2 separate regions of the Sus scrofa genome follow, and region 1 is linked to region 2. The links are chromatin contacts, called in public HiChIP or PLAC-seq maps. All regions are on one chromosome and are shown on one strand. The core of a region is the stretch at or near the end of the contact, and the rest is flanking DNA. Distances in the headings are between cores, read along the strand shown. Region 1 overlaps RAB2A (ras-related protein Rab-2A). Region 2 holds the start of ASPH (aspartyl/asparaginyl beta-hydroxylase).

Evidence for each region. HiChIP or PLAC-seq counts read pairs in DNA pulled down with a chosen protein or histone mark.
Region 1: a contact with region 2 is called in an H3K27ac HiChIP or PLAC-seq map of alveolar macrophages. The contact joins two enhancer-like sites. A contact is called at or near these places in 2 of 2 datasets of contacts at active chromatin or transcription factors (alveolar macrophages and skeletal muscle).

The regions. Positions count from the first base shown.
Region 1 is chr4:72,858,992-72,866,033 of Sscrofa11.1, reverse strand. All of the region lies in intron 1 of RAB2A (ras-related protein Rab-2A), which reads left to right. Among named protein-coding and RNA genes, the nearest start is that of RAB2A, 20 kb to the left of the region's middle. Within about 2 kb of position 1,698, at least 8 of the 83 cell types and tissues checked have an H3K27ac peak or open chromatin away from gene starts, as enhancers often do. A contact at or near this core is called in alveolar macrophages, where this site is marked.
Region 2 is chr4:71,902,063-71,909,694 of Sscrofa11.1, reverse strand. ASPH (aspartyl/asparaginyl beta-hydroxylase) reads right to left here and starts at 6,804. Exons shown (of 24, transcript XM_021089332.1): 1 at 6,019-6,804. The coding sequence starts at 6,136. LOC102158507 (a long non-coding RNA gene) reads left to right here and starts at 5,699. Exons shown (of 3, transcript XR_002343299.1): 1 at 5,699-5,770; 2 at 7,012-7,273. Within about 2 kb of position 2,609, at least 8 of the 83 cell types and tissues checked have an H3K27ac peak or open chromatin away from gene starts, as enhancers often do. A contact at or near this core is called in alveolar macrophages, where this site is marked.

The DNA.
Region 1 (7,042 bases), core at 449-2,948, 960 kb before region 2:
CCAGATGATGCTGATGTTGCTGATCTGGGCACAACACTTTTGAGAATCAGCACTTTAACAAAACCATATAATTCATCATCCAAACTGATCCGTCATTTGTCAGGACACCAGAAGTAACTGAGCCTGCTCCTGGCAAACCAGGATTAGGGTCATCCTAATTTTACCTAATGGAGAAATCTTTTTACAAGGAGGTTTGTATAATAAATCGTCACCTGGTGGATGACTCACAGTGCCCAAGGTGTATTTATTTGTTTATGTTAAATTGCCAACTGATGATTCAGTCACATTTTTCCTTGATCCCTGTCCTTGTAATTGTGAATTAAAGAGAGGTTTTCAGCTGATTTATTTTACCATGAATACTAGCATAAATATTGTAGATGAGTTCTTCTATTGGCTATGTGATCTAGTGAGATACTGGAGAAGACTTTTTTTTTTGTCTTTTTGCCTTTTCTTGAGCCACTCCCCTGGCGTATGGAGGTTCCCAGGCTAGGGGCCCAATCGGAGCTGTAGCTGCTGGCCTACACCACAGACATGGCAACGCGGGATCCAAGCCGTATCTGCGACCTACACCACAGCTCACGACAATGCCGGATCCTTAACTCGCTGAGCAAGGCCGGGACCGAACCCGAAACCCCATGGTTCCTAGTCAGATTCGTTAACCACTGCGCCACAACGGGAACTCCTGGAGAAGACTTTTCAAATTTGTCTTTTATAAGCTGTTGTAACAGGTACATATTACATTGCCTCCCAGGGTTCAGATATGTGTGTGAGTGCATATATATTTCTAAAAGAGTGGTTTCCAAACAGCATTTAACCTAACCTTACTTAGTATATAGTTAATATTTGCTATTCTGATTCTTTTTTTTTTTTTTTTGTCCAGTTCACTTTTTAAATGAACTAGTTGTAACCCACTAAGTTGATTTTGTAACCTAACTGGTTATAGCCTGCTGTTTAGAAAACACTACGCAGAGGACCTCTTTGGTCCAACATACTGTGACATTCTGAGATTCAGTTTTCTTCATTATGATTTTTCTCACTCTTAAGCCATTTTTCCACCAGTAAAACAAACTAGTTTGGGAAAGTCCTAAGAGTGGGAGGAAGAAAGGAAAAGGATGCTATTTTTACCACATTCTGCTATCTTCCTTGCTACTAAATTTAGCATTGTATCGTTTATTCCCTATAACATTTGCAAATGCTCCACTTTATGTTTCAGTTTTCTAAAATGTAAATTGCTCCTTGCTTTGTTTTTATGAAAATATGCACTGAAAAAACACAAACTAGGTCTTTCCTAAGACTATCTAAACTCAGTTTATATTTAAAAATAAAACTCTCATCTTTACCAAATTCAATTTGGTTTATTTTAAAGAAGGATGTGTTAATCATACAAGTTCTATCAGAGTCCAGCTAGGAAAAAGAAACCCAGGAATTTACATAGGGGAAGTCTGGTGTAAAGAATCATTGATTCTGATGGTGGGAGGTGGCTAAGAGAAACGGCAACAGCAGGCAGAAGGCACAGCCAGACCTCTGGAGGGGTGCGGCTGAGGCCTTCCGGATGGCGGAGAACTGCACTTGAGGGCCATGGTGGATTGGGAAGCTGTGGGTCGCCTTTGGGGGGTGAGTGTGTGGTGCTGTTCTTGGGGGCCCACAGAGAGCTGTGGGCCCTGCTTCCTGCTGATGACACTTCCTGTTGCACCAGCTGTCAAGGGAGAGAGTGTCCTAGTCTCTCCAGCAGGGCAGAGAAGGTTTGAAGCTGGAGGCCCTGGGTTGAGGAATGGCGCACCAGCGTGCTTGCTAGAGCTGCCGTTTTCAAAGGGACATTATACTTAGGGGCAGATTCTATCAGGGTTGCAGTTCTAATTTCGTGCAGTCATGCTTTTATTCTCTAGCATCATTTTTCTATCTGAAAAATCTACTGTTGAATAACGCTTTTTTTGAGAATTTACTTTTTAAAATAAAGACTGAGTTTGTCGTTATGTAGAAAAGGCAAGTCAGTCCCTTTGTGATCTTTTCAGTGGGCATGCAGTACGCAGGTTTTGCATTCACTGAGTACCTACTTTGTAAGCCAGGCCACAGAGCAGAGTGGTTTTCAGAATACGAAATGTTACTGCTCCTGAGGGAGGCAGGGAGATGATAATCACAGTATACGGTGAGAAGTGGTATGGCTATAGCGTGGGATGGAGTGCTAGTCTGCCTGTGGGCTCTGGGGAAGGAAAAAGCACAGATGTGTTACCTTTTATTCTCTACATGCTGTTTCTTTTATTCCTCGCAGTCGTATTCTGAATAAGGTGGGTGGTACGATTACCATTATAGACATAAGCAGACAGGCACAGAGACCTGAAACCATCGTCACACTCAGGATCCACATTTAGTCCGGTATCTGTTATCTCTTAAATTGGTGATGTACGTTGAAATGCAGGAGGCAATGATAGTAAAAGTTTACCAAATATAGAACACAGGACTAATAATTTAAAAAGTGAATTAGCTGTGTCCCTGCCCTTAAGGGGCCTGTAGTCCAGCAGTCCTGGTAGAATGTCATAGGGGCTCTGATTGAGCTACTGGAGAAGCTTGGAATTTCATAGGGTCCAGAGTGCCTTCCTCCTCCTCGGAAAACTGAGGGTAAGATGGCATTTAAGCTGGTCTTCGAAAAATGAACAGGGTTTAGACAAGTAGAAATGGTGAATAATCAAAATGTAAAGGCAGGAAAAAACAACCAGAAAGGTAGCTGTCATTTATTGTGCATCTGCTAAGTGCCATACCTTATACCTTCCTCAGTATAAGCCATCCAGCTTCACTGTAGTATAGACCATGTGTCAGGCAGTTACTGGAAATAAAAGATAAGCTCATTAGACGTGTTGGACCTAAGTATTAGATTGTGACAGGTTAAGGTAGAGTTTGAACTACAAACACAGTTGAAAATACTGAAGTTTTTAAAGGAAAAAGTATAGGACTGGAGTTACGACTAAATTATAAATTATCTACACACACACGTGTATATATATGTTCACGTTGTAATAAGCAGCAGAGACATCCTAGATGTTACATGTAATCCTTTCCTTCTAGCTTCTCATTCATCTCTGCTGAAGCCCTGTGTAGGACAGATTAGCAAGATGGGCTGTAGGTAGACGATTATTACAGTGGTCCAGGTAGGAGGTAGTAAAGGCCTCATCTAAAGCAACAGTAGTGAAAATGAAAAGTTTATTGGTGACAGTTGGAATTAACAGGATTTAGACAGGATGTTGTAGGGGCTGAAAAAATAAAAGGTGAAGGTAGTTTTCAGGCACTTTTCCATCTCAGGAGTACGTACTCCAAATGTGGGCTATTTTTCAATTATTTTTAATATAAAAGTAATGATGCACATGAGTGTATTTCAACTTGTGGAAGGGCAGAAGATTGGATATGGGGCAGGTGAAAGATGACATTATACCAAGAGAAACAGGTCAAGGGAAGTACAGAGTTTAAAACTTTATATAGCCTACTGCTTTCTCCCCTGCTCTGTGTGTCTCTCCATTTCTCATAAGGACCTGTGTCACAGAATTCACCAACCTGAATCCAGGCTGATCTCATCTCAGAATCCTTAATTATATCTGCAAAGGTCCTTTTTCCAAAATAAGGTCACATCCACAGTTTCTAGGGGTTGGGACTTGAACATCCCTCTTTGGGAACCACTTTTTAACCTACTGCAATAAGCCACCAGGTGAATACCTAATTGCAGTCATTGAGAAGATTGCTGCCTTAGATTCCAGGGGAGGAGGTGTAGAAATCAACAGCATGAAAACAACACTGTAGTCGTTTTATTTAAAAGAAAATTATAGATTGTGAATATTTTCTTCAATTTCAGAAAACATGTATTTAAAAATTTGAAGTTGAGGTCAGATTAGTTTGGTTGGAGATTTTGTTCCTCAGCTCTATTTATCTTGAAGAATCCTCTAGCATTTTTATTAAAACTTAAGCAAAATTCAAACTTTTTGTATTTGAGCCTTAAGATAATTCCTTTGAATGTTTTGTTTTTCCCATTTTACAGATGCGGAAATGGAGCTTAGTTTCTGTAACTAATTTGTCTGAGGTTACAAGATACAAAACAATACAGATGTACTTGAATGCTGGTGTTACTGTAAAGCTTGTGTTCTTTCTGATGTACCATGCTGAGTTTATTAATTTTGTATTTTAAAATAGAGTTTATTTTCCATGTTTCACAGATTTCTCAATTTGGGATGTTAGCAAAAAGAATAAAATTTTATTCTGTACAGCAGGGGGAAAAAAAAGAATAGAATTTTCCATGTTTGCAAAATAAGCTACTGACATTTAAACCAACTTGCCACATCTCTCCATGATCTGTGTTTGAGGTCTGTCTTTTGTATGACTTTAAAACACATAGTTCTTCAGCGAATTACTTTCACTGATGATGAGAGGTCATTCATTCATGGAACTTTTGTTACTTTCTGTTTTGAGGGCCCAGTGTTGTAGAGAACAGTATACAGCCATGATTTCAGGATGACAGTTGGACAGAACTTTATTTGATAGTGAGGAGTTGACCCTGGAACTTTTTATACCTTTGCTTTTCCTACGTTTTTTAAATTAAAGCTGTTTGTCTTATGATTTTAAAAATGGAGCCATCATCAATTTTTTTTTTAATTAATTGTCTTGAAGTTAGTGGAAGTTGGCCTAGGACTAGGGAAATAAACTTAGGCTAGTGTTCCTTGTGGAGAACGACTCATTGCCTCAGTGGGAGGTTTATTAATTGGATACTTGGGCCTAATCAAAGGCCCAACTGAATCAGCATCTCTGGGGTGGGGTTTTAGGATTCTGTTTTGTTTTTTGTTTGTTTGTTTTTGTCTTTTCTATGGTCGAACCTGCAGCATATAGAAGTTCCCAGGCTAGGAGTCTAATCGGAGCTGTAGCCGCCGGCCTATGCCAGAGCCACAGCAACATGGGATCCGAGCTGCGTCTGTGACCTACAACCACAGTTCACGGCAACGCCAGATCCTTAAGTCACTGAGTGAGGCCAGGGATCACAAACCCGCAACCTCATGGTTCCTAATTGGATTCGTTAACCACCGAGCCACAATGGGAACGCCTGGGATTCAAATTTTTAATGAGTGTTATTTTGTATTTGTTTGGCATGGATATATAGTATTCAGGTATTTAGTTCTCACCACAACACTCCAGTCCTAGTGAGGCCAGTGTCTTGGACCCTGAATAAAGGAAGAAGGTACAGTGACTTCATGGTAGGATCATTAACGCATTAATTTGTATTAATTACAGAGCCATCAAGTAGCTAAAGCAGTATTGAGAAAGAAGAACAAAGCTGGAGGCACCATGCTTCCTGATTTCAAAATAAAAATCTGTCATACTCAAAATGGTATGGCATTGGTATAGAAACACACATAAATGGAACACTATAGAGAACCCAGAAATAAACCCACACATTTATGGCCAGTTAATTTATGACAAAGGAGTCAAGAATATACAGTGAGGAAAGAACAGTATCTTCGTTCAGTGGGAAAAACTGAACAGCCAGGTAGGCAAGAATGAAATTGGACCACTATTTTATACCATACACAAAAATCAACTCCAAATGGACCAAAGACTTGAATGTGAGACCTGAAACCATAAAACTCCTAGAAGAGAACATAGATGGAAAGCTCCTTGACATCAATCTTGGTGAAGATTTTTTTTTGGCTCTGACTACAAAAGCAAAAATAACAAATGGGGAGTTCCCATCATGGCTCAGTGGAAACAAATCTGACTAGTATCCATGAGGAGGCAGATTCAATCCCTGGTCCTACTAGTGGGTTAAGGATTCGGCGTTGCCATGAGCTATGGTGTAGGTTGCAGAAACGTCTTCCATCCTGTGTTGCTCTGGCTATGATATAGGGCACCAGCTGTAGCTCCAATTTGACCCCCAGCCTGGGAACTTCCTTATGTGTGGATGCAGCCCTAAAAAGCAAAAATAAAATAAACAGATGGGACTCCATCAAACTGAGTAGCTTCTGCCCTAGCAAAGAAAGCATGCAGAGACCAGTGGTTTATTCAGGGTTAACTAAGTAACGCTGCGCTACAGGGTACTGACAGTTCAGTCAGAATCTCTGGGGGATGAGGCCTGATAGGGATGTGGGGATTTTCTGGTAAAGATCAAAAACTTCTGATGGGTAGTAAGTGGTTGGGAATGTGAGCTACTTCCCACAGACTCGCCAGGGAAGGTGCCTGTGGTGGTGAGAAGCCAGCCATGGGAGTCTGTCTACATGGAGAGAGGGAAGAGGGTGAGTGAAGGCCTTGTAGGTTCCAGGTGTGGACTGAAAACAGGTGGTAGGAGATGGATTTGGAGAGGCCACTTTTACGTTGGCTCTGTGTCTATTTAATTCTGTATTTATAAAAAGAATGATGTGCTTTTACAAAAACAAATAGGTCTTTTGTGCCGGTTCTTCTTTTCTGTGTATGGCTTTAAACGCCATCTTAACACCATCTCATGCCGATGGTTCCATAACGTATACCTTCAACCTGAGCATCTTTCCTGAGGTCTCCATCATATATCCAATTGCTTCCTCAGCGTTACCACTGGGATGTCTAATAAACATGTCAACTCCGAATAACCAAACTGGAACTCATGGTCTTTCCTACTCTACCTACAATTTTCCCCATCTCATTGATTCTTCCAGATGAGGCAGAACTGTTGGAACCATAACTCAGTGTACTTTTTCTCAGAACTCTCGGCCACACTATGAACGAATTCTCTTGACTCTGCTTCAGAGTGTGTACAGAATATAGTCACTTGTAACCACCTCCGTTGCTACCGGCTCTAAGTTCTTGTCTCATTGGCAAAGCCTCCTTAGCTGGTCTCTGCTTCCACTCTCATCTGCCTCTATGTAGAGACTATTCTTATTGTAGCAGCTGGACTAATTATTTTAGAATTTAAGTCCAATTATATTACTCTTCTCCTCAGAATCCTCCAGTGAATCTCCCATCTTTATCACAAGTCATTAAAAAGTCCTGTGGGGTGTATGTGACTAGGCCCCTGAAAGTCCTGCAACCTCAGCTCTTAGGG
Region 2 (7,632 bases), core at 1,360-3,859:
ACTCAGAACACAGATTTTTATTTTCATGTAAGGAAAAACAACTAACTTCTAAATAAAATTTGCCTGTGAACCTAAGACCAAAAAAGGCTTTCCAGAATACCAATTCAGGAAAATTGAATTAAAAACAGAGTGTGAAAGACAGTGTGAGAAACTGTCTATTAGCCATATAATAAAAACCAGAAGTTTAAAAACAAAAGCTCACTGAGGCTGAGCTAGGCAATGGCAGCAAAGGCTGTCAAACCTACATAAGATATAAGAGCAGGAAGTTATATAATATCGGTTATGGGAAAAAATTATTTTCTCAAGTCACATTTTCTTACTTCAAAATTAAGACTGATGTTTGCTGGTTTCTGTAGTGAGTTAGATTTGCATGGACACATGTGGGAGAGAAATGCTGGCATCTCTCCAAGTACAGCAAGAGTGGCTTCCATGCTGCCCTAACTGGATACCGGTCCACCCCCAGCCCCATCCGCATCATAGCACACAGAGCATCTAGGTACAGCGGGTGATGACAGTCATGCTACAGCCAGAACAATGGGGCACGTCACTGGGGTCACACAGGGGCCAAAGAACAGCCCCAATCCTTCAAAAGATCTTATGTAACTATTTTTTCTAATGACTCATTCACCAAGTAAGCTCAAAATGTCCTTTGAGTCTAACAGGTTGGTTGTCTACAGAAAATCTGTCCTCAGGTGTCACCAATCTGATCAGAACTACATTGCATTCAGTGATTGGCCACTAAAAGGTAACCCCATCAGCCAAAGGTAACTAAGACACATCCCGGAAAACAAACATTAAATGCAGACCAAATGCCTGAAGCACCATCATTAAAAAAATAATAATGACTGACAAGCAAATAGCACCTGGGCTCCCGGAACCAGCAGAAGGAAGTGAAATGGCTAAAGCACTGGACTTTAATAGGTGCCTCTGGAGTAGCAGATAGAGAACAAGGGAAGGAAGAACTGAACATCCTCGCCCTGGTCCTCTAGTAGAAATGGCCAGGTGTGCAGGAGACCCAGGTGTGCAGAGCTGGGCAGACACTGGGGCAGCAGATGCTTAAACAAAGGAGTCAGCCTGGGCCCCCCCATGTCTCCCGACAGATGGCTGAGGCTCTCCCCAGAGACCTGGGTAACCTGTAGGTGGGTTCTATGTACATCACGATTTATTCAAGATAAGTTAATTTTAAAATGTTCTGTACCTTGGTACAGAATGATTTCAAACCACGTAAGAGACGCAGAAGTATCCAAGACACAAACTAAGTCGCATGTTTTCCTGACCTTAAAACAGGATGCTGGAGTAGCCTCAAAAGATGAAACTGTCTGAGTGCTAGTAAGAGAAAATAACACAGCTCTCAAAGGGATTAGAGGGTAAATCAGCAGCTTCAAGGCGGAGGTGCAGATGGATGCTTATACCCCCAGAGACAGACAGAAGCTGTGTCAAGTGGTACCTACAGCCCAGTATGAACACCACTTCTAGAATATCCATTTCACTTCAACAGATGCTGCACAATATAACAGAAAATTATTTATTTACATAAACCATATAAAAATGCCAAGCATGCAGTAGCCTGCTTAGTTCTACAGCCTTATATTCTCCAAAGTTTTATACTCCTTTAACATGAAAGGCACTTTCACAAAAGCATGAGAAAGATGGAGGCTTATAAAACTGATTTCAAGGCTATCATAACTCTAATTCTTTCCATTTGAGACCAGGGTTAGAAATTTTGAGTTCTTAAATGAGTACGAATCCAGGTCATCTGACTTTCCTAAACTACATTGCCTTTCTAGAGGAAAAAAAAAGATTTTATTATATTGAGATGACAGAGCTCAGGGGTTACACTTCTGATACTAACTAAAAATAGAGTGGATAGCCCACAGGCTCCTTTAACCAAGTTACCCAGTTGGTAATCAGCTGAAAATGAAAACTTTTCATTTTCCAGTAATCGCTCTGAGACACATGATTTTAAAGCAAAGCTAAAGTACAGCTCTCTCCGTTGTACATCCTAAACCTGACACAGGTGTTCAAGGATTCCCTCAGAACATTTTTTTTACACTTGGTTCCATCCAAGCTGGCCAGGTGGTCCAAAATGCTATTCAACTGAACACAAAACACACAGTTCTTACAGTAGAAGAATTAGAGCCTTCCTATTTTCTCATTCTAGCATGACTAACAGAGGATTAAGCAACTGGCCCTAACCCACAGTCTCTGGCTAAAGAAAGGGAAATTCACCAAGGCCTCCTCACTCAAGGGAACTAGAAGGGAACCAGCACTGTACTGTATGTTAATTATGAAGGAGTCTAAGAGATATTGAAAATAAAGAGAAAGAAAATATTCTCAGCGATTAACACCCATCAAATAAATATCTACAAATGTATACACTTTACAGGTAGTATATGAATGCCCTTAATTCTAAATAAGATAAGCCTAAATAAAGAAGACTGATAGGGACCAACCCATACTACTCGATTTCAGAACCTGCTGTTAGAGATTTTGAGAGAATTCAACAGTAGTGGCTGAGCATTTTTAAGTAGTTGTCCATCAATGGTTTTGAGGGTGTACAAAGCTGTTACATAATCTGAAGCTTCAAACTGAAAGAGGAAAAAGTGTTCTACAGCGACACCTACCGGTAAAGCAGGACATGACAGCATGACACTATTAGACAAAATAGTCTGATGTCTACATCCCTGCAGCAAATTAGAAGCTGCAGGGAAGAATCAAAAGGGAATGATACCCAAAAAGGAAACAGCTAAAGAAAACATTATACATTCCAGTGTCTGTAACTACAAAATAAGTTCAAAAGCACATCATGATCCTTCTTAACCAAAGATTTTCAAATCAATAAATCTGAAAGAGGTTTGCCTTGGTCCCAACTGGCCAGGTAAGTCAATTTTCTAAAGGTAAGATTTAAAAGATTTAAACATGAGTAAAGTCCAATTTACTCATGTTTCTTTTATATTTTAAAGAATAAAACTGGAAAAGGTAAAATTGAGCTCTGCAAAACAAACTAGAGACATTTTGTCAGTTTTCAATTTAAGTTGAAGAGTTAAAAAGGAGACATCTGCTTTAAAAATCTAAGTGTCGGAGTTCCCCTTGTGGCTCAGCAGGTTAAGGACCCAATGTTGACTCTGTGAGCATACAGGTTCCATCCCTGGCCTCCATCAGTGGGTTCAGGATCTGGCATTGCCAAAAACTGTGGCATAAGTCACAGATGCGGCTCGGATCTGATGTTGTCATAGCTGTGGGGTAGGCTCCAACTGTGGCTGTGATTCACCCCTGGCCGAGAAATTTCCATATGTCATGGGTGCGGCCATAAAAAGAAAAGAAGAAAAAAGAAAAATCTAAGTGTTATATAAATCCCCAAAGTTGCAGTTTCAAACACCACTTTTGAAAAAAAAAATGACCACCACGATAAGCAAAAGTCCAGATAATTACATTTTCCTTAAAATGCACACTTCAAAGGACTGGGTCCTTTTCCTGCTATACTTGCATGCATACAAAAATTTAAGAAACAATAATGTTTAATGTCACCAACGTCATCATTAACTTCAGACTCTCAATGCAAAACATCTCAAAAACCGTATACTGAGCCCAAGTGCTTCTTCTCAAAGTAAGATTTTTCGAATGTACTGTTTCAAATGTAAAAGATAATCTACTTCAAGTCCAAGATTCCCCATAAAACCTGACAGAAGTAAAGAACCCCAAATCCAGTATTATGGTATAATGAACGAATAACAGAAAACCTGGGTTAAGTCTTGGGCCATCCATTCACGAGATGGTTTTCCAAGAGCTACATAACCTTTAAGGAACCAGCCAATCTTCCTGAGCATTACTTTCCTCATCTCCGAGGCTGGAGAAGGGAACTGAATGGGCCTCACATGAAGGCCGCGGGCTAAAATCTCCTCAGCTTCTGTGATTCCCTGGCACATGGGACTGATTTGGGCATCAGTGAGTACACCTCAGTGACCCAATACACAGAGCAACAAGAGACGTGGCTTGATCTTCCCAGTATATGCTGCTACAAGGAATCAATACAAACAGACTGGCACTTTAACACTGCAGTGTAACTGTTTACCACTGAGAATCCTTTCCATTTCCAGTACCTTCTACCCGGTACACAGGCCGAACTCAGTATTTACTGAAAGGAAAAAAAAAAAAAAAAACAACTGCAGAAAAAGAATACTCATTATATAACACGCAAGACTCCAATACAAGCTTTGAATGTTTGTGCGTTTTGCTGATAATACAGGTACTTCTCTCCTTTACACATGCTCTTTGATACATTGTCTGTTTCACGACCATTACAGAATCAACCTGTAAATGCTTAAAAGGCTACAGATCCTCAAATCCAGACAGAACTTGCTCTGAAATTCCTGAATATGAAAGCTGAAACATATTTATTTATGTCCTATGTTTATCACCTGCCTGTTAAAACGGGTCCAGTTATTGAACCAGTGGGAGGTAAGAACACATTACACACCTGCCCACCAGTACCAGGCCCCAGAAAGCAGCTTCTTCAAGTGGAGTCACTCCTTTCTACCCAGGACTGCAAAGGACAAAATGGAAAAAAGAAGTGCTTCACGCATAAACAGCTCCAGAAAACTTTGGAAAACAATTAACATTAAAGTCTCCTACGACAGCGTTCTAGGCTTGGTGCTTAAGCTGTACAACGGGCTCTTCTCGTTTAGAAACTTTAAAAAGTGTAGCCAGTTCCGCAAAGGACAATTCATCTACTCTTCTACCTGTTTAAGTAAACTAGCTGGCATTTAAGGGAACCTAAAGTGACAGAGGAATACAAACTTTTACTCATAACAAAGGTGAATTAACATGCTTGCTTTAAAATGCAAACCGCATGTATCTTTTTCTCTTTACAATGATTCGTTCTCAGAAGGTAAATTTATGCAATAATTTTAATTGCTACCACTTTCACCATTTAAATGTAGTCCTTCATTCTCTAATCAAAGGTTTATTGAGCATCTGTTAAGGGCCAGACTCACTCAAGGAGTTAGGAATAAGAAGGAACAAGAAAAGGGAGTAAGACGGGAAGGAATACACAAGAAAATAAGTAATTTCCCACAGTGGAAAGTGCTATTTTAAAACGTTCTTTTAAGTATGACTACACTTAGCTGGTTTACTTTCTTGACACATATAAATACATTACTTGCAGACCTCAAGAAACAAAGAGTTGAAATCATTTCCAACAGGAAAGTTTACAGCTCACACTCAATACATATGTGTACTACAGTTTCAACATCCTAAATATGAGTCAAAGGAAGTATATAAGAAACCAAGAACCACTGAAATACGAGATGAAACATTTAAAACATCTGTCCTCTCTCTTTGCTGGGTCTGCACATGGAGGAGAAAGGTGAATATCCAACAGACTTTTTTTAAGAAGGGAGGACAAAAGGAAAAAATAGAAAAGGTCGCCCAGTATTCCATGGTATTCTATGACTCTCTAAAAGCAACTACAACGCACGTTAAGAAAGCGACATAAAGGCAAAAATATTTAAGCCAATGTTTAAGAACATTCAAACCATTCCCTCCCCATCCCCCGACACACCCCTGCAGCCCTCATAGAACATTCTCCTTTGAATTGTCCAGAAAGCTGCTGGTTTGGCACGAACTTATTTTCTCTGACTTTGGCCCATTTCCAAACTCCCAAAAATATGCAGAGCAAAGGCAAATTGTTTCTCCTATTCCCATCATCAATTCCACGACAAGCCAAGAAAGAGGAGATCAATATAATCTCTATCTCGGCTGCGCACTGCAGGTAGGACATCAGCTAGGAAGGGGCTACCCGACCCGACCAACCCGAGGCCGCGCACCCCACTGGGCCTGGCCCCTCGAACCAGCCCGCCAGGCCCACCCAGCGCGGCCTCCGCCCCGCGCCCACACGAGGAACGACACGGAGGATGGAGAAGACGCACGGCAGCATCTGGGGAGATGGATCCGCAGTGCCGCCGCCCGGGCCCCATCCCCAGGGCCGGCCCCGGCCCCCGGCCCCGGAGCGCCTCTGACCTCTCCGGGCCCCGGGGCTGCTGCTGCCGCCGCTGGTGCAGCTGCTCGGGCTGCTGGAGCTGCTGCTGCTGCTGTTGCCGCCGCCGCCTCCCTTGGCATTCTTGCGCGGGGCCATCATGCGCACCGCTGGAGCAGGCGAGGGGTGGGGGGCTCCCTCAGGGCGCGGGGGGCGCTGACGGCTGCTGGCGCTACAGCGGGTGCGGGCCGCGGCTTCTGCAGCGGCGTGGGTGTCTCAGCACCGCCCGCAGCGCCTCTGAGGACTTTCGCCCGCGTGCCTCCTGCGCGCGCCCGGCTCTCGCGCGCGCCGAACCAGTGTCTACCCTCCCCGCGCGAGAGCGCGCCCCGCTCCAGCTTGAGGCCACGCCCCTTCCCGGCTGAACTCCGCCCCCTCGCCACCAGCGGAAGGCAGAGTGACGAGCCAAGCAGCCAATCATAAAGGCTCCTATGACGGGGGCAGAACCGTATAGCGCTTCCCCGCCCCCTGCGGACTTAGAGCTGTTCTAGCGCGACTCGGCAGCCTGTGAGCGCAAGCCGCTTTCGGCTTTCCAGTCTGTCCTGGTCCTTTGGAACGTGGCAAACGTGGAAGGCGAGAGGGCTCTCGCGAGCGTTGGCGGACTCTGTACCATTGGGATGGGGCGGGGCGCAGAGGCGGGGCCGGCAACACGTGTGCAACGTCTGGACGGAGCCCACCGCCTCTAGGCCTTTCAGTGGGAATCCTGTTCACGTCCCACTTCCCTATACGCACGGATACCAAGGGATGCGATCCCCCTTCTTGTGAAAAAAAAAAAAAATGTGTTTCTTGTCAGTATTAATATTAAGACATTTCCGAAATGGTGATGCGAGGAGTATTTAATGCTTAAGCCATACGTAGTTGATTCATTCGATTTTAAAGCAGGACTTCATTTCGTTTGTGCCTTCAATATTTTCAGACAGCCTTAGTTAAGAGGTACAAATGCAAATGTAAAGCAAAAAGTTCATTTTCTTGCCCTGCAGGGCACTCTCTACCTGAAGTCTCTCCACGGGCCTGATGTCTACGTTCCTCTTGCCTTGGTGTCTCCAGCTGTGGTTCCCCCGTGCAGTCTCAGATTGCCTGGGTCTCCAAGTCCCCCTGAATTCCACACGTGGTCTTAAAAACATCTGGGTCCCTGGGATGAGCCAGACGGAGACTTGAGGTCAAAGACTGATCATCATCACCTTTGTGTCACCAATTGCCTGTACAATGCCTGGTGTGTAACAGAGAAGCCAAACATGTTTGGTGAGTTGATAGTTTTCTGGTAACTTCTTACTTCCCCCAGTTCTTGACCATGTTTCAGAGCACCTCCTGGGAGTGTCTCAAAAGGGCTGAGAACCCACACCGTTGCAAAGTGATACCTGCTTTTATTCCTCTTCTCCAGCCCTGCCACCCCCATTGGCAGGTCCCTGGCCCCACCAGCCTCTTCTGATTCACAGAAGCCCACCGAGGGTCACATTGCATAAGGAGGAAACTGCCTTTCTCTCCTTTTTGTGAAATAATGTTAGATAGTTATCAAGACAGAGCAGGGGCAGGGAAGTTCACAGAGTTTTTACTGAAGCAGCTCTTTCCATTTTTATCTTACAGTATCTCATTCTCCCTTC